Linked DNA regions of Oryctolagus cuniculus: all the other regions are linked to region 1. The links are chromatin contacts, called in public Hi-C and Micro-C maps. All regions are on one chromosome and are shown on one strand. The core of a region is the stretch at or near the end of the contact, and the rest is flanking DNA. Distances in the headings are between cores, read along the strand shown. Region 1 holds the start of HSDL2 (hydroxysteroid dehydrogenase like 2). Region 2 holds the start of INIP (INTS3 and NABP interacting protein). Region 3 holds the start of UGCG (UDP-glucose ceramide glucosyltransferase).

Evidence for each region. A called contact is a pair of places that touch in the nucleus more often than the background predicts.
Region 2: a Micro-C map of ear pinna shows a contact between it and region 1, with 6 times the contacts expected there. The contact joins the promoter of INIP here to the promoter of HSDL2 in region 1. A contact is called at or near these places in 3 of 6 Hi-C or Micro-C datasets (ear pinna, psoas muscle and an unstated tissue).
Region 3: a Hi-C map of an unstated tissue shows a contact between it and region 1, with 3 times the contacts expected there. The contact joins the promoter of UGCG here to the promoter of HSDL2 in region 1. A contact is called at or near these places in 2 of 6 Hi-C or Micro-C datasets (psoas muscle and an unstated tissue).

What each region holds. Positions count from the first base shown.
Region 1 is chr1:215,955,738-215,960,760 of mOryCun1.1, reverse strand. HSDL2 (hydroxysteroid dehydrogenase like 2) reads right to left here and starts at 1,799. Exons shown (of 11, transcript XM_008249545.4): 1 at 1,661-1,799. The coding sequence starts at 1,677.
Region 2 is chr1:216,266,616-216,271,098 of mOryCun1.1, reverse strand. It overlaps INIP (INTS3 and NABP interacting protein), which reads left to right and starts at 1,675. Exons shown (of 5, transcript XM_002707972.5): 1 at 1,675-1,934; 2 at 3,288-3,369. The coding sequence starts at 3,345.
Region 3 is chr1:215,475,129-215,480,236 of mOryCun1.1, reverse strand. It overlaps UGCG (UDP-glucose ceramide glucosyltransferase), which reads right to left and starts at 3,470. Exons shown (of 9, transcript XM_070055584.1): 1 at 3,083-3,470. The coding sequence starts at 3,180.

The DNA.
Region 1 (5,023 bases), core at 550-3,049:
ACTAAAATTATCTGGCATCTCAAAAAAAAAAATCAAGATAAATGTGATAAAATCTGAAATCTTTAGCAATTTTTAAAAAGAATAATTGCAAAAATAGTTAAACTATTCTAAAGTTCATTTGAAAGAATACTCAAGAATAACCCTGGAAATCATTCAAAACCCAAAAATCATTCAAATGAGGCAGGAAATGCCCTTCCAAGAATATTAAAGGTTTATAAAACTACAGTAATGAAAACAGTTTTGCATAAGGACAGTGTTGCTGCATAGTGGGTTAAGCCACAGCCTGCAACACCTGATTGCCATAAGGGCACCACTGGTTCAAATCCCAGCTGCTCCACTTCTCATCCAGCTCCCTGCTAGTGTGCCTGGAAAAAGCAGCAGAAGATGGCCCAAGTCCTTGGGTCCCTGCCACCCATGTGGGAGACCCAGAAGACACTCCTGGCTTCAGCCTGGTCTTGCTCTGGCTGTTGTGACCATCTGGGGCATGAACCAGCAGATGTAAGATCTCTTTCTTTCTCTCTCTGTAACTCCTTCTCTCTCTGTAACTCTGTCTTTAAAGAAAAAATGGGGGGGGGGGGGTGTGGAGTTGAGGGGAGGAAGATCTACTTATCCTGAAAATCTGTGTATATGAAGTAAAAGCAGCAAGGCCAAGAATGGAATTTGCTACATTGTTTAAGATACATGTCTGGGTGGTATAGGAAACATGTCTATTAAAGCACAGAATAGAAACATATCAGAAAGTAACTGGAGGACTGGATTTTTAAGGATGAAGGAGGACCCGCCCCGTGGCACAGGAGAGTAAGCGTCCCCTGCAGAGCCAGCTTCCCTTATGGGCAGCGGTTCTGGGTCCCAGCTGCTCCACTTCCAATTCATCCCCCTGATCGGTGCAGCCATCTGGGGAGTGAACCAGTGGATGGAAGACCTCTGTGTCTCTCCCTCGCTCTGTAACTACGCCTCTCAAGTAAACAGATTAAAAAAAAAAAAAAAAAACTCACTTTTTATCTTACACCCTTTTGAACCCTGTAAGGAAAGGACAACACGTCACCTGGCTCAAAGTTCCCAAACTTTACACAAACAGCAAGTAGGACGGTGGCCGTGCAGAAGCTCGGTTTTGCACGATGAAAAAGTTGTGGAGACCGGTAGCACAACAATGTTGAATTACACTTAACACCACTCAGCTTAAAAACAGCTCAGATGGCGAACTTTATGATACGTATATTTTAAAGTGGAAAAGAACATTTCTTTCCCAAAAACGTACTCATATTTGAAGGCTGGTTTACTGTGTTGCTGATTTAAAGATCTCCCCTGAAGCACTCCGTTACCTTCTCATTCTAGAATCCGAGCGCTCAGAACCGCCGCAGAGCTGAGGTCACCAGCTCCGGTGACCTTTCACCCAGAACTCGCGCGGCCAGGCCGGGCCGGCCCTGGGGGCGGCGGGGGAAGCCCCTGCCGACCCTTGCCGGCGGGAGGGACTTTCACGCCGCTGCCACTCGGGAACACACAACTTCGGGTTCCTTTACACGCGCTGTTGCACTGTGTGGGGACGCAGCGTGGACCGCAGTCCGAGAGCGGCCCGCAGGGCAAGCTTTACTGACCCTTCAGCTGCCGCGACCCACTCCGCCCGGCCAAGTGTCTCCCCGAAACGCCCCCATTCCCTTACCCCGTGTTGGGCAACATGACTTTCGCCGTTCACAGGACGCGGTGGCGGCGGCGGCGGCGGCGGCGAGCTGAGAATGCAAGGTGGACCCCCTTTCGCATTTAGCCCCGCCCCTGGGACCCGCCTCCCCCGAGGCCTCGCCCGGAGGCGGGCCCGGAAATGGGCGCTCCTCAGAAGCCGGGGGTGACTGCGTGCGCCTGCGCACACAGTGGACCTCGCCGGCGCTCGGCGTTTGTTTCTGCCCCCCTCGCAGTCGGGGCCCAGGGAGCCGGCTGTCTGCGCAGGCGCCTTGAGGCGCGCCTCCGCCCCGCCCCGCCCCCGGCACGGGTCCCGACGGTGACAATCGGTCTCCCGGCGGCCTCTAGCGTACCGAGAGCGTCATTCGCTAACGTGAGCCTAGCCCGGGCTCTGGCGGTGCCCGCTTGTGTCGCTGTGTGGGTAGAGCCAGCTGCGGGCTGGGAGGATGACCGTTCGGGTAGTTCACTGTGGCCCCTGAGCCGCGGGGACTGGCACCTCCGTGACAGGCCCTGACCCGGGGACTTGGGCCCCGGCCCCCTCCCTCCGTCCGGCTGCAGGCGCTCGTTCAGAGGTCCCGCGCAGCGCACGCTTGGCCTCGACAGAAAGTGGACTTCCGGTCAGCGTCGCGTTTCCACTGTCCAGCCGCACCTGGCGCAGTTGTAGCCAGGTGGCCGCATGGCCCAGCTACCTGAGCCAGGCTCCACCCCCATCCTAATGGGATTCGCTGCTCCGGCCTCCCTGCCCGCCCTCGGGCAAAGTTTTAAAAGGGCCTGTCCTGAACACGTGCTCTCTTGTCTCCTCTCCTCCTCTCTGTCTCTGTCTCTGATAGTCTCCTTCTCTTTCTTTCCTTCGCCGCCCCTCACTCCGGTCTGTAGGGTGTTCCCCAATAAGCCCTTTTTCCCTTACTCCGGTGTCCGGTGTGTTCTGCGACGGCTAACATTAGTATATAACACGCCAGGTCCCCAGCGTCCGTAGACAGCCTGTGAGGTGCAGGCGGCCGCTGGACCACAGCTCCCCCTGCAAACGTCGCGCTGAAGAGTGCATAATAAATCCGTGTTTTTCTCTTCTCGGTCGAAAGGTCTGCAACGAAAGCCAGATTTGGAGAGGGACATTTTTCCTCCAGAAATGACTGATGGAGTGAGGGCAACTCTACGATTCCGTTCTGCTTTCGGGAGTGTACCTCGGACGTGACCCAGCGACCCTACTGAACCGAACGCAGTGGCATGCTTGAAGGGAGACGTGACAAAGTCGCGTGCGTCCGGATGCTGGGCAGATTGTCGAGGAAACGCACCAGGAGAGGGGATGGGCCGGTCCTGGCTGAGTCTGTATTACCTGCCAAGCCCCTAGGCATTCTGACTTGTGATGCGTGATATGGTCCTTGGCGGCTACGGAGGAATTTCTTTAGTAGGTACCAGTGACGCAGGTGAGGAAGATAAAAAGGACGAGGTCTCTGTGCCGACTCTGGAGGTAGGGCGAGCAGCCAGTGAGTTCTTTAGAGCCTTGCAAATAGTAACTGATTTGGCCAGAGTGTCATAGGGGCTGTTAGATGGTAAATGCTTTCCACTCAGTCTTGGGTGCTTTTGCTGATATGTGTATAAATCTGTCAGATACAGCGAGTGAAATCTAAAATGTTCTCTCCCCTTTGAGAGCTCTGATACTCATCGTCTGTTAGATTCTTTTTGGTTGAATTGTGTACTTGTATATCCATTTGTTATAAAAAAAAAAGAGAACTCAGCTAAGGCAAAACAAAACAAAAAACCTCAGCTAAGTTTCTATTTTTGTGAACCTATACACCTGTACTAACACTATTTTTATACATTTAGATGGTTTTTGTAGAAGGCAAATTTATTCCTAAGTTATTAGAGGTAGTTTTACTAAGCAAGTTTAAGTTAAATCCATTTTATGTGACATATTGAGTAGTATTAAAATGTGATCTGGAGATAACCATGACCTACCCAATTGGCCTGATTAATCTAGCATTAGATTAATACCAGAGGTAGGAGGAGGGGGAGGAAGGAGAGGACCTGTGGACATAGTTAAAACTCCATTAAAAAAAAAAAAAAAAGATGTATTTATTAAAGCCAGAGTTACAGAGAGAGAGGAAGAGACAGAGAGGGAGGATCTTCCATCTACTGATTCACTCCCCAGAAGGCAACTGCCAGGGCTGGATCAGGTCAAAGCCAGAAGCCAGGAGCTTCATCTAAGTCTCCCATGTAGGTGGCAGAGACCCAAGCACTTGAGCCATCTTTGGCAGCTTTTCCCAGGCCATTAGCAGGGAGTTGAATTGGAAACCAAGAAGCCAGGACTCAATCCTGCACCTATATGGGATGCTGGCATCTCAGGCAGTGGCTTAATCTGCTACACCTTAGTGCTAGCTCCCAAAGCTGCATTTAGAAGATGAATTATCTTGGCTTAGAAAGAACAATTTAGGAAGGAAGCTACTGGCTGCAGCATAAAGACTAGCTTGGGAATAAATGGAGGCACACAAGACATTTAGAAGTGTACGGCATAGTAAGATGTGAAGGAAAAAAAAAAAAACAAACAACCAGTAGATAACCTGAACTAAGGCGGTAGTAGTGGGAATGAAAAGAGATTCAAGAACTTTCCAAGAGCTTGTGTCGTGGCACAGTGGGATAAGCCACCACGTACAATGCCTACATCCCGTATAAGAGCACCAGTTTGCATCTCTCCTGCTTCTCTTCCAGTCTAGCTCCCTACCAAGGCACCTAGGAAAGCAGGAAAAGATGGAGTTCTGGGCTCCTGGGTTTGGCCTAGCCCAGCTCTAGCCATTGTGACCATTTAGGGAATGAACCATTGGATGGAAAATCTGTCTCTCCTTCTCCTTCTGTTACTCTGCCTTTCAAATAAAATCTTTAAAAAGAGAAAGAAAGGGTGTTGCAATTGATTTCTCAACAATGTGACTTTCAAATAAATAAATAAATCTTTAAAAAAAATTCCCCACATCCCATTTTGGAATATATGAATTTGATTCCTGGCTCCCACTCTCAACTCTAGCTTCCTGCTAATTCATATCTTGGGAGGGAGGAATAAAAGTTGAGTTCTTCCTACCTATAACAAACATGGATTGAGCTCCTAGTTCTCAACTTCAATATGCTCTAGTCCCAGCTATAGTGAACATTTAGGGAGTAAAGTAGTGAGTAGGCACTTTGTCTCTGTGCCTTTCAAATTAATTTTTTAAAGACTTATTTATTTATTTGAAAGACAGAGAGGCAGAGAGAGAGAGCATACTTCCATCCATTGGTTCACTCCCTAAATGGCCACAACAGCCAGAGCTGGGCCAATCTGAAGCCAGGAGCTGCTTCTTCTGGGTCTCCCATATGGGTACAG
Region 2 (4,483 bases), core at 426-2,925, 310 kb before region 1:
TCTATATTGTCTAGTCTGGCAACAAAACAGAAATACTCTCCGAGGGTTCTATGGGCCACATACATCTCAGTCATCTTTTTAGTCACGCCAAGGCCTCTTAGCTGAAAAGAGATCCTGGCCTCCCACCAAGTGTTCATACATTATGCTTCAGACCTGGATTGAAGTAGTCAGCAAGAGCTGATCCCAGAGGAATCCCTCCCTCCAGAGCAGAACACGGTGTGAGACGTTAAGAACTTGGGCCTTAGCACCTGGCAGAGCTGTGTCCTTTGGCTCTCAGCTCACTGCTTGACATACAGCAAGGGACTCAACAGTTCCAAGTCTCCCACATACAAATCAGGGAATGGCAGGACCCAAGCTGATCACTTGGCATGTAGAAAGCACTCAATCACTGCTTAATATGGAGGAAATAAATGTGTGATGTTCAAATTATTATTTCAGTCATGGGTCCATGCACAATTAAATTGTGCAGCATAAACATTTACACTTGAGCAAACATCAATTATTAAAAGCAAATGTTCGGCCGGTGCCGCGGCTCACTAGGCTAATCCTCCGCCTTGCGGCGCCGGCACACCGGGTTCTAGTCCCAGTTGGGGCGCTGGATTCTGTCCCGGTTGCCCCTCTTCCAGGCCAGCTTTCTGCTGTGGCCAGGGAGTGCAGTGGAGGATGGCCCAAGTGCTTGGGCCCTGCACCCCATGGGAGACCAGGAGAGGCGCCTGGCTCCTGCCATCGGATCAGCGCGGTGCACCGGCCGCAGTGCGCTGGCTGTGGCGGCCATTGGAGGGTGAACCAACGGCAAAGGAAAACCTTTCTCACTGTCTGTCTCTCTCTCACTGTCCACTCTGCCTGTCCAAAAAAAAAAAAAAGTTGAAATCTAGCAAAGATGTGTACTAGGGACCACAGAATAGGTGACACACATCAATCTATGGTTCCCTTTTAAAGGAAATGTGTAAGGGCAGCTGTTAAGATGCTTCTTGGGATGCCCACATCCCATATAGAAGTGCCTGGGTCCAAGTCTTGGCTCTGTTTCCAATTCCAGTTTTCTGTTACTGCATACCCGGATGATGCTCAAGTACATATGTCCCTGCCAATCGCATGGGAGATGGTGGGATCCAGTTCCCCTACTCTGACCTGGCTCAGCCCCAGCTGTTGTGGGCTCTGGGGAGTGAAAGACAGACAATTTCCCTCTGTCTCTCGGCCTTTCAAATGCATGAAAATAAATAAAATTAATATAAGGCAATTGTGTTGGAATCTGGCATCGGGTGACACCACAAGTAATGTCTTGGTGTTTTTTTTTTTTTTTAACTTGCGGCACTCCCATTTTTGAAGTGTAGGTTATTATACACCAATAAAAACTTCTCTAAGGTATAATTACGAAAAATATCCACGATTTGTGGGTATGTGTGGACGCGCAATCCGAGGTGGTTGTCAAAGCTGGATTGTGAGTTCAGTCTCTGAAGACTCACCCTGGGAAGCCCAGCCGAGGTGGATGCGCACCGTCGGCGGCGAGATGCGGCACGTGGGGTGCCTTTTCTCTCTCCGGAGCCCCTGACCCGGGTGCTAGGGACCCACCTTGCCTGGTAGCCCCGCCCCCCGACTCGCAACCCCGCCCTGGGTCCCGCCCCCATGCGGGTCCCGCTCCCAACAGTACGGCCGGCATCTCCCATGAGTCTCTTCGGCTGTCACTCTTCGGACAAGGAGCTTCGTCTGCACCGAGGCGACCATTAAAACGCCGATCGCTGTGACGGCGACCGTAGGGTCCAGGCGGGAGGCGGGACTTCCGCTCCCTGGGGTGCACGTCAGTCAGGAGGCGGAAGCGCGGCGGGGGCGGGAAGGTTGTAGTGCGGCACGTTGGGCGGCGTTTGTCTTAAGTGGTCGCGCCCCCTTAACAGCCGAGGTCGGACTGCCAGGCCCGCCTGGCTGCGCTCGCGTCCTGGGTAAGTAGGATCCCCAGTGGGGCCAGGCGTGCGGCCCCGCCAGCAGCCGTGTGGGTTGCTACAGGGCATCGGCCTCCCCGCCGACCTTGCTCCAAACGTTTCTTGCGTCCGCCGCTTCCTTGGTCTCGCCCAGCCTGCCCACCGCGTCCGTGGGCAGAGACCCTTCAGAAATGCCGGTCCAGCCCCGTTCTCTCCCTGCTTAGCGTGCCAAATGCTGAGACGGCCCTGTGGTCCTCCACGCCTCGCCGGCTTCGCTCTACCTGTGGTCCAGCCCCTGGAGACGCCTAGCGGGTCGCTTGTTAGCAACCGGCGTCTGTCTTCAGGCCCTTGTTCCTTTCTCCGGCTCTCAGGAAGCGTGGGTCACCACTGCGGTCTCTCTACCTGCGGGGCACCGTCCCCGCGGTGCGAAGGGCGTTTGTCCAGCTGTTTTACTGCGGTTGTTTGAATGAGTCTTAGGCGTTCCTACTGTGTTGTGCGTTCCTTGCTCATCTTGGGATCTTTCCGGGGCTCAGACAAAAGCACGAGGCTTGTAAACCAGCAGCCCGATGTATTCTTACCTCTTAGTGACCCGCTGGACGGAGGCTCCTAGACTGCACAGCGGTGATAAATTAAAGGACTAATATCAAGCATCTTACACAGCGCCTGGTACAGAGTAGGTCTTGATCAGTGTTGAGCCCCTCGAACTCAGTGCTAGTTGCTGGACATGTCTTGAATGCATGGAGGGTACCGTAGGTGGCTGGTTTTTCTTCCCAGCACTGTGATGGTATGGACACCATCAACTGGTTGGTGTATTCGGTAAACACAACCTACTACTGTATTATATTGAAGATAGAGTGCTGTTAAGTGTTGGCATTCACATCTTTTGAGAATAAACCATGAATGTTCTACTTAATTAGAGGCTTAAGGCTTACACAGTTTTGTTTGTTTAAGATTTATTAATTTGTTTGAAAGGCAGAGTTACAGAGAGAGATAACTTCCCTTAGCCGGTTCACTCCCCAAATGGCCAAGGCTGCCCCAGACTGAAGCCAGGAGCCTGGAACTGCATCTGGGTCTCCTACATGGGTGGCAGGGGCTCAAGGACCAGGCACATTAGCAGGGAGCTACATCAGAAGTGGAACAGCTCGGACTTGAACTCTGTTCATGAGATGCTGGTCTCCCAGGCTGTGGCTTAACCTGCTGCACCACAACATGGGTCCCAGAGTTTAAATTTTAATTTAAGTCTGTGCATTTCAGAAGTGTCTTTCTGGAGAGATTAAGAAACAGCAAATAGATCAGCTAGCTGTTCTTGACAACTTTTAATTTGTCATTAGAGCATGGTGCATTTTATATTTGTATACATGTATTTTTTAATAGGTGATTGTAAAGTGCTGATTGATTGCCACGGAATATAATTGAACAGGAAATACGAAGATGGCAGCAAACCCTTCGGGACAAGGTAATTAATGCATGCTGAAATTTCTGTTATTCCTAGGAACTTGTATAATAAATGTAATTTAATAAGAGAAAAATTTGCATAGAGCAGTTAGTATGGCCAGAATTCAAAAATGATGGGTGGGGGCTGGCGCTGTGGCACAGCGGGTTAATGCCCTGGCCTGAAGTGTCGGCATCCCATTTGGGCACCGATTCTAGTCCCGACTGCTCCTCTTCTGATTCAGCTCTCTGCTATGGCCTGGGAAAGCAGTGGAGAATGGCCAGGTCCTTGGGCCCCTGCACCTGGGTGGGAGACCCAGAAGAAGCTCCTGGCTCCTGGCTTCGGATCAGCGCAGCTCCTGCGGTTGCGACCATCTGAGGAGTGAACCAGTAGATGGAAGACCTCTCTCTCTGTCTCTACCTCTCTCTCTGTAACTCTGTCTTTCAAAGAAATAAAATAAATCTTTAAAAAAAACCCTAAGGTTTTAAAAAAAAAAAAGCAAAAATTATGGGTGACACATGGGAGACTGGGAAGAAGCTCCTGGATCCTGGCTTTGGATCAGCCTAGCTCCAGCTGTTGCAGCCATTTGGGGAGCGAACCAGCAGATAGAAGATCATTCTCTCTCTCTCTCTCTCTCCCTCTCTCTCTCTCTCTCTCTCTCTCTCTCTTTCTTCCTCTTCCTCTCTCCCCCTCCCTCCTTCTCTCCCCCTCCCTCCTTCTCTCTCCCTCCCTCCCTCCCTCCCATTCAAATAAATAAATCTTCAAAAAAGAAGAATGATGGGTGAGTGTTTGAGGCAGTGGTTAAGCTGCACTTGGGTTACCACATCCTATTTTGTGGTGCTTGGGTTTGAGTCCTGGTTCCACTTCTGATTCTGTCTATCTGCTAACACACACCCTGGGTGCAGCAGGTGATGGCTCAAGCCCTTGAGTCTCTGCCACCTGTTTTCCAGACTTCTGACTTCAGCCTGGCCCAGCCCTGGCTGATAAGGGCATTTGGAGAGAGAACCAGTAGATAGAATAGCTCTTTCTCTGCCTTTCAAATAAAATTTAATTTTTAAAATGAATAGGAAAGGGCTGGTGCTGTGGTGCAGAGGAGTAAAGCCCTGGCCTGCAGCGCTGGCATCTCACACGGGTGCTG
Region 3 (5,108 bases), core at 2,221-4,720, 480 kb after region 1:
GCAAAAAGACAAACAATTTTTCAAAAGAATAAATAACTTTCCTCACCAGATAATAAAATTTCATGAGTTAAAACAGTGGATAGTGGTTCAAGAACTAAGAAATCTATGAAATGGTTTTGGACGTCTTAAAACATTCCCAAATATAAAAAAGAATCTATTCTGTAATAAAGACAGTATTTCCTAACAGTGGAATAACCAGTCATTCAGTAAATGAATTGGAGACAAGTTAAAATTTTTGGACAAATTAAACTAAAATTAGCACTTCAGATCTCATGGTATAACAAAGTAAAACATTAGGTGAGTTAAAAAATTAAAATGTTTTAAAATATGAAGAGAGATAAGTCGAAATACTAAAGGGAAACATAGACTAACATATATAACAACGGAGCGGGGCGGGGAAGATGGGGAAGACAGAAAAATTACACCAGAGTCAGAAAACAGGAAAGACTTTGACTACCAGGTAAAACACACTTACACACACCCAAGGTTCTACATTAAATATAAGACAGATACAAAGTTGAAAGACAAAACAGAGGGAAAATAACTGTAACATATGACAGGTAGAAAAGCTACCTCCATAGCAATAACAACAAAAAAAATTCAGCAACAAATTGCAGCACAGGCAAAGGATTAAACATGTAACATACAATTAAATGTAACTAGCAAACAAATATGAAAAAGTATTCAGTGTAACTTGTAATTAAAGGCATGAAATTAAGACAAAAGATAGTGACTATTAAAGGGAAGTGGGTACCATCATACAACGTTACCAGGACTATAAATAGATACAACATTTCTATGCTGCGAGATGTATCAAAGATTGAAACGTACACCACTTTTGGCCCAGTGATTCCTTCCTCTTTCAGAAATGTAAACTAAGGAGACCATCTCCCAAAGATGCATGCACATGAATTCATCAGTGTTTGTAATCGCCATAAACCAAAAACCACCTAAATGCCCATCAAGAGTAAATAGTAGTACCTCATCAACTAAAATACCATGCACCTATTAAAAATAATGCAGAGATCATTCATTTACTGACATGAAAAAAAAAATCATGAGATTTTACAAGGCAGCTCCATGGCAACTGGGGCCTGGTGTGTCTTCACTCATTTCCAGCACCTAGAACAGTGCCTCAGACAATTTGGCTTCTCAGTAAGCATTTTGTAAATGGATGAATTTTGAGAGCAGGTTACAAATAATAACCATATGACTCCCTTCTCTCTGTTCCTCTCCCTGCCGCTCTGTCTCTCTCAGTCACACGTGCAGAGAGAGAGAGAGAGAGAGAGAGAAAGTAATTGGAATGATAGTTTTGATGTATGTTTTAAATTTCTTCATTCTTCTCTGTGTGGTCTGAATCCTTACATAGAAATTATTTTTAAATTGTTATCACTGAAAAAGTAACAACATTGTTTTTAAAGAACTCACACATTAAAGATGAACTGCACGGCCAGCGCAGTGGCTCAATAGGCTAATCCTCCATCTAGCGGCGCCGGCACACCGGGTTCTAGTCCCGGTCGGGGTGCCGGATTCTTTCCCGGTTGCCCCTCTTCCAGGCCAGCTCTCTGCTGTGGCCCGGGAGTGCAGTGGAGGATGGCCCAAGTGCTTGGGCCCTGCACCCCATGGGAGACCAGGAGAAGCACCTGGCTCCTGCCTTTGGATCAGTGCGGTGCGCCGGCCATGGCGGCCATTGGAGGGTGAACCAACGGCAAAGGAAGACCTTTCTCTCTGTCTCTCTCTCTCTCGCTATCCACTCTGCCTGTCAAAAAAAAAAAAAAAAAAAAAAAATGAACTGCACAATGTCTTCAGTGACTACAGCTCACAAACTCCAAAAATGAAGACCAACAATATCCAAGAGGCTTCCCTCACCTCCAAAGATACACCAATGCATCTGCACAAGCAGCGGATCTTTCTCCAGGCCCCAGAAATGCCGCCCAATACTAACACCATGCATTCCAGGAAAGGAAAGGCACACCTTCTCTGTACTTAGGAAAAGCTAAAAGTAATAAATTTCTTAAAACCCTCCTTCTCTTCAACTAACATATACCCCATTCTAGCTGGTGATAAAGATTTTTTTTTCTTTTGCAGGCTAAAAAGCTATGTGCATCCTTACTATGTGCTCTACGCAATTCTTTCATTCATTGACATAGATTTCATTTTAAACACAGCTTAACTCTTGAAACAGCAAAACTAGTCGCACGCCTCAAGTCTCTATTCATCCCCCTCATGCTGTTCTTTTTTATTCAGTTTTTTTTTTTTTTTTTATCACTATCTGGACTTGGGTGATCTGCCTCCTCCTTTTCAATGGAAGCGCCACGAGAACAGGAATTCTGTCCTGCTCTCTGTTGTGTCCCCAGCCCCAAGACGGTGAATGGGATCTGTAGGCCTCAAGAACTATGTGTTACATGAAGGCTGAAGAGACCTAGGCAGCAGGACGGAGGGTACAGATCTAAACAGACCCACTGATGAGGAATCGAAAATAGGAGAGAAAATCAAACTGCATTGTAGAACCCGGGACAACAGAGCTACAGCGCCAGCTCGGAGGTCTGGTGGACATTTTTTTTTTTTTTTTTTTTTTTTTGAGGTAGACAGGTGCTTCACACCTTTCTGAGAACAGAGAGCTCTCCTAGGAAGCAGAGAATCCACAGGGGGGTCTCCAGGACGCGGGCAGCGGCTACCAGAAGAGCGGGAACGATCACCATCGTAACAGGGACGTAGCCCAGGTCGAGAGAGAAAACAATCCACCATACGTCTTGGCCCAGATGAAACATCACACGGATCCCCACACAATCAGACCCAGCCAGCAGCCTTCCGCCTGACACGTAAGAGCAGCCTCCTCTGCTCTGGCTTTGCAGCCGCCTGCAACCCAGCAGCCCAACACGATCCTCTCCCACCCCTCCCCCTACAAGGACCCCCGCTCAACCGGGCCAAGGGGAGAGCGGATGGGGGGGATCAGCCTGGGCATCCGCTGTCTCCACCCCCACCCAACTCCAGTGCCCTCCAAAGCGCAAAAAGCCTCCCGCCCTCGCCTGTCCACCCGGCCGGACCCCGCCACGAGCTGCTCCGGCTGCCTCTCACTCACGTGTAGATGATGGCCATGAAATGCATCAGCCACAGCACCAAGAACAGGACGAATCCGAAGACGGCCATTCCCTCCAGGGCCAGGTCCAGCAGCGCCATCCCCCGGCCCGCCGGCCGGGCCCGGCCCGCTCCGGCCGCTACCGCCGCCGCCCGCGCTCGCGCCGGAGGAGGACTGGGTGGGCGCCCGATGCGGGGGCGCAGGGAGGCGAGAGGAAGGTGGGGGAGAGGAAGGGGAGGAGGGGGGTGGGGACGGAAGGGGCGGGCAGGGCCTGCGCGCCCCCGTCCGCGCGCACTTGCCCGCGCGCTGCCTTCGGCGCGCTCGCGGCTGCGGGCGCTGCGGGGCCGCGCTCTGTGGTCAGGGCAGCCGCTGCCCAGCACCCGGGCTCGCCTCTCCCGACGCCGGCGGCCGCGGGTCGGTCCCTACGACCTGCTGTCGCCCCGCCGCCTCCCCGCCGGGCTCCGGGCCGCGTAGCTCAGCCGCTCTGCTTCGCCGCCGCAGGTCCGCGCACTAATGGAAACCGGCGGCCCGCGCCCCGACTCCCCGGCGCGCCCCGCCCCGCCTCCGCCCTCTGGACCCGCGGCGCCCGCCCCCCGGGGGCGGTGCGCCCGCTCCTGCCCGCCCACCGCGCCGCCCGCGCGCCCGCAGCGTCGCCGGCGCGAGTGCGCCCCTGGGCGGCTTCCCTGGTGGGGCGCAGACGGGCCTTGCACCCGCTCGGGTTTTCGCTGCTGTGCACCCGGCAGTCCCGGGCGGAGGCGCCGAGACCGGCAACGCTGCAGCCCTGGCCAGGTCCCTCGGCTGCGGCTGCGGCTCGGCACCTGGTGTCTAGTCGGAGGCTGCTGTCGCTGTATCTGTGGCTCTGCAGCTCCCGGGCGCCCCCAGAAAAAGGCACGGGGCTCCGGGCAGCCTCCCGAGCTGGGCTCGCTGCGTCTGCAGCCTCCTGATCGGGCATGGCTACCAGCCCTCGTTCCTTCGCGCCAGGGTTTCCCTTTGCCTTCCGTCCTCGCTGCTCTGAATGCTGTGGGATCTTGGATCGAAACGGACCCAAGAGCAAAATAAGCTCCAGGTGCCTCACAGAGCTCTGAGCGTTTTAGAGACGGTGTGTATTATAAATGGAATTCCCAAGTTCAGGATGTGAAGAATCAAATGATAATCAGGCCCTCTAAGACCGTGCTGGCCAAAACGGTAGCCACATGGGGCCACGCGAGCCCCTAGCGTGTAGCAAATTCAGACTGAGTTGTGCTGTGTTAATTCGCCCCCAAGGTTCAAGGCCATCTCGTTAATGCGTGGTATCTTGATGACGCACACGCTGAAACGATACATTTTGGATATATTAGGTTAAAAATGAGTTTCACGTTTCAAAAAACTTAAAATGTGGCTAGCTAACTATTAGAAAAATGTAATTGTCCAGGTTGATGGTCACTGCTCTAAAATGGAAAGAGTCCCTGGACAGTAAGGTAACCAGTGTTTATTTTTAAAATGCCCATCGAGGGAGATTTTGTTTCTTTAGCCCAGATGAGTTTATACTGTTTCTCGGTGGTTTTGTTTAAACAATGTTTATTATTTCAAGTTATTTCCTTTTAAACACTCCATGACCTATCTTGGCAGATTTCAGAATTGTGTCCAATTTCGAAAAGAAGTGGTTTCTTATTGCTATTTCTTATAGATAATGATGATTGAATGAGCTATCTCAGTCCACAATTAAATGATAAACTACAATTTAGAAAAATAGTTTCTACATTGAGAATCAGTTTCGGATGTTTAATAGCTTTTTTAAGGTTTATTTATTTATTTGAAAGGCAGAATTACAGTGAGACACAGGCGGGGGGGGGGGGGAGGTCTTTATCTACTTCTGGGTCTCCCACATGGGTTCAGGGGCCCAAAGACTTGGGCCATATTCTACTGCTTTCCCAGGTCATAGCAGAGCTGGATCAGAAGTGGAGCAGCCAAGACTTGAACAGGCGCCCATATGGGATGTGGGCACTGCAGGCGGCAGTTTTACCTGCTACGCCACAGTGCCGGCCCCACA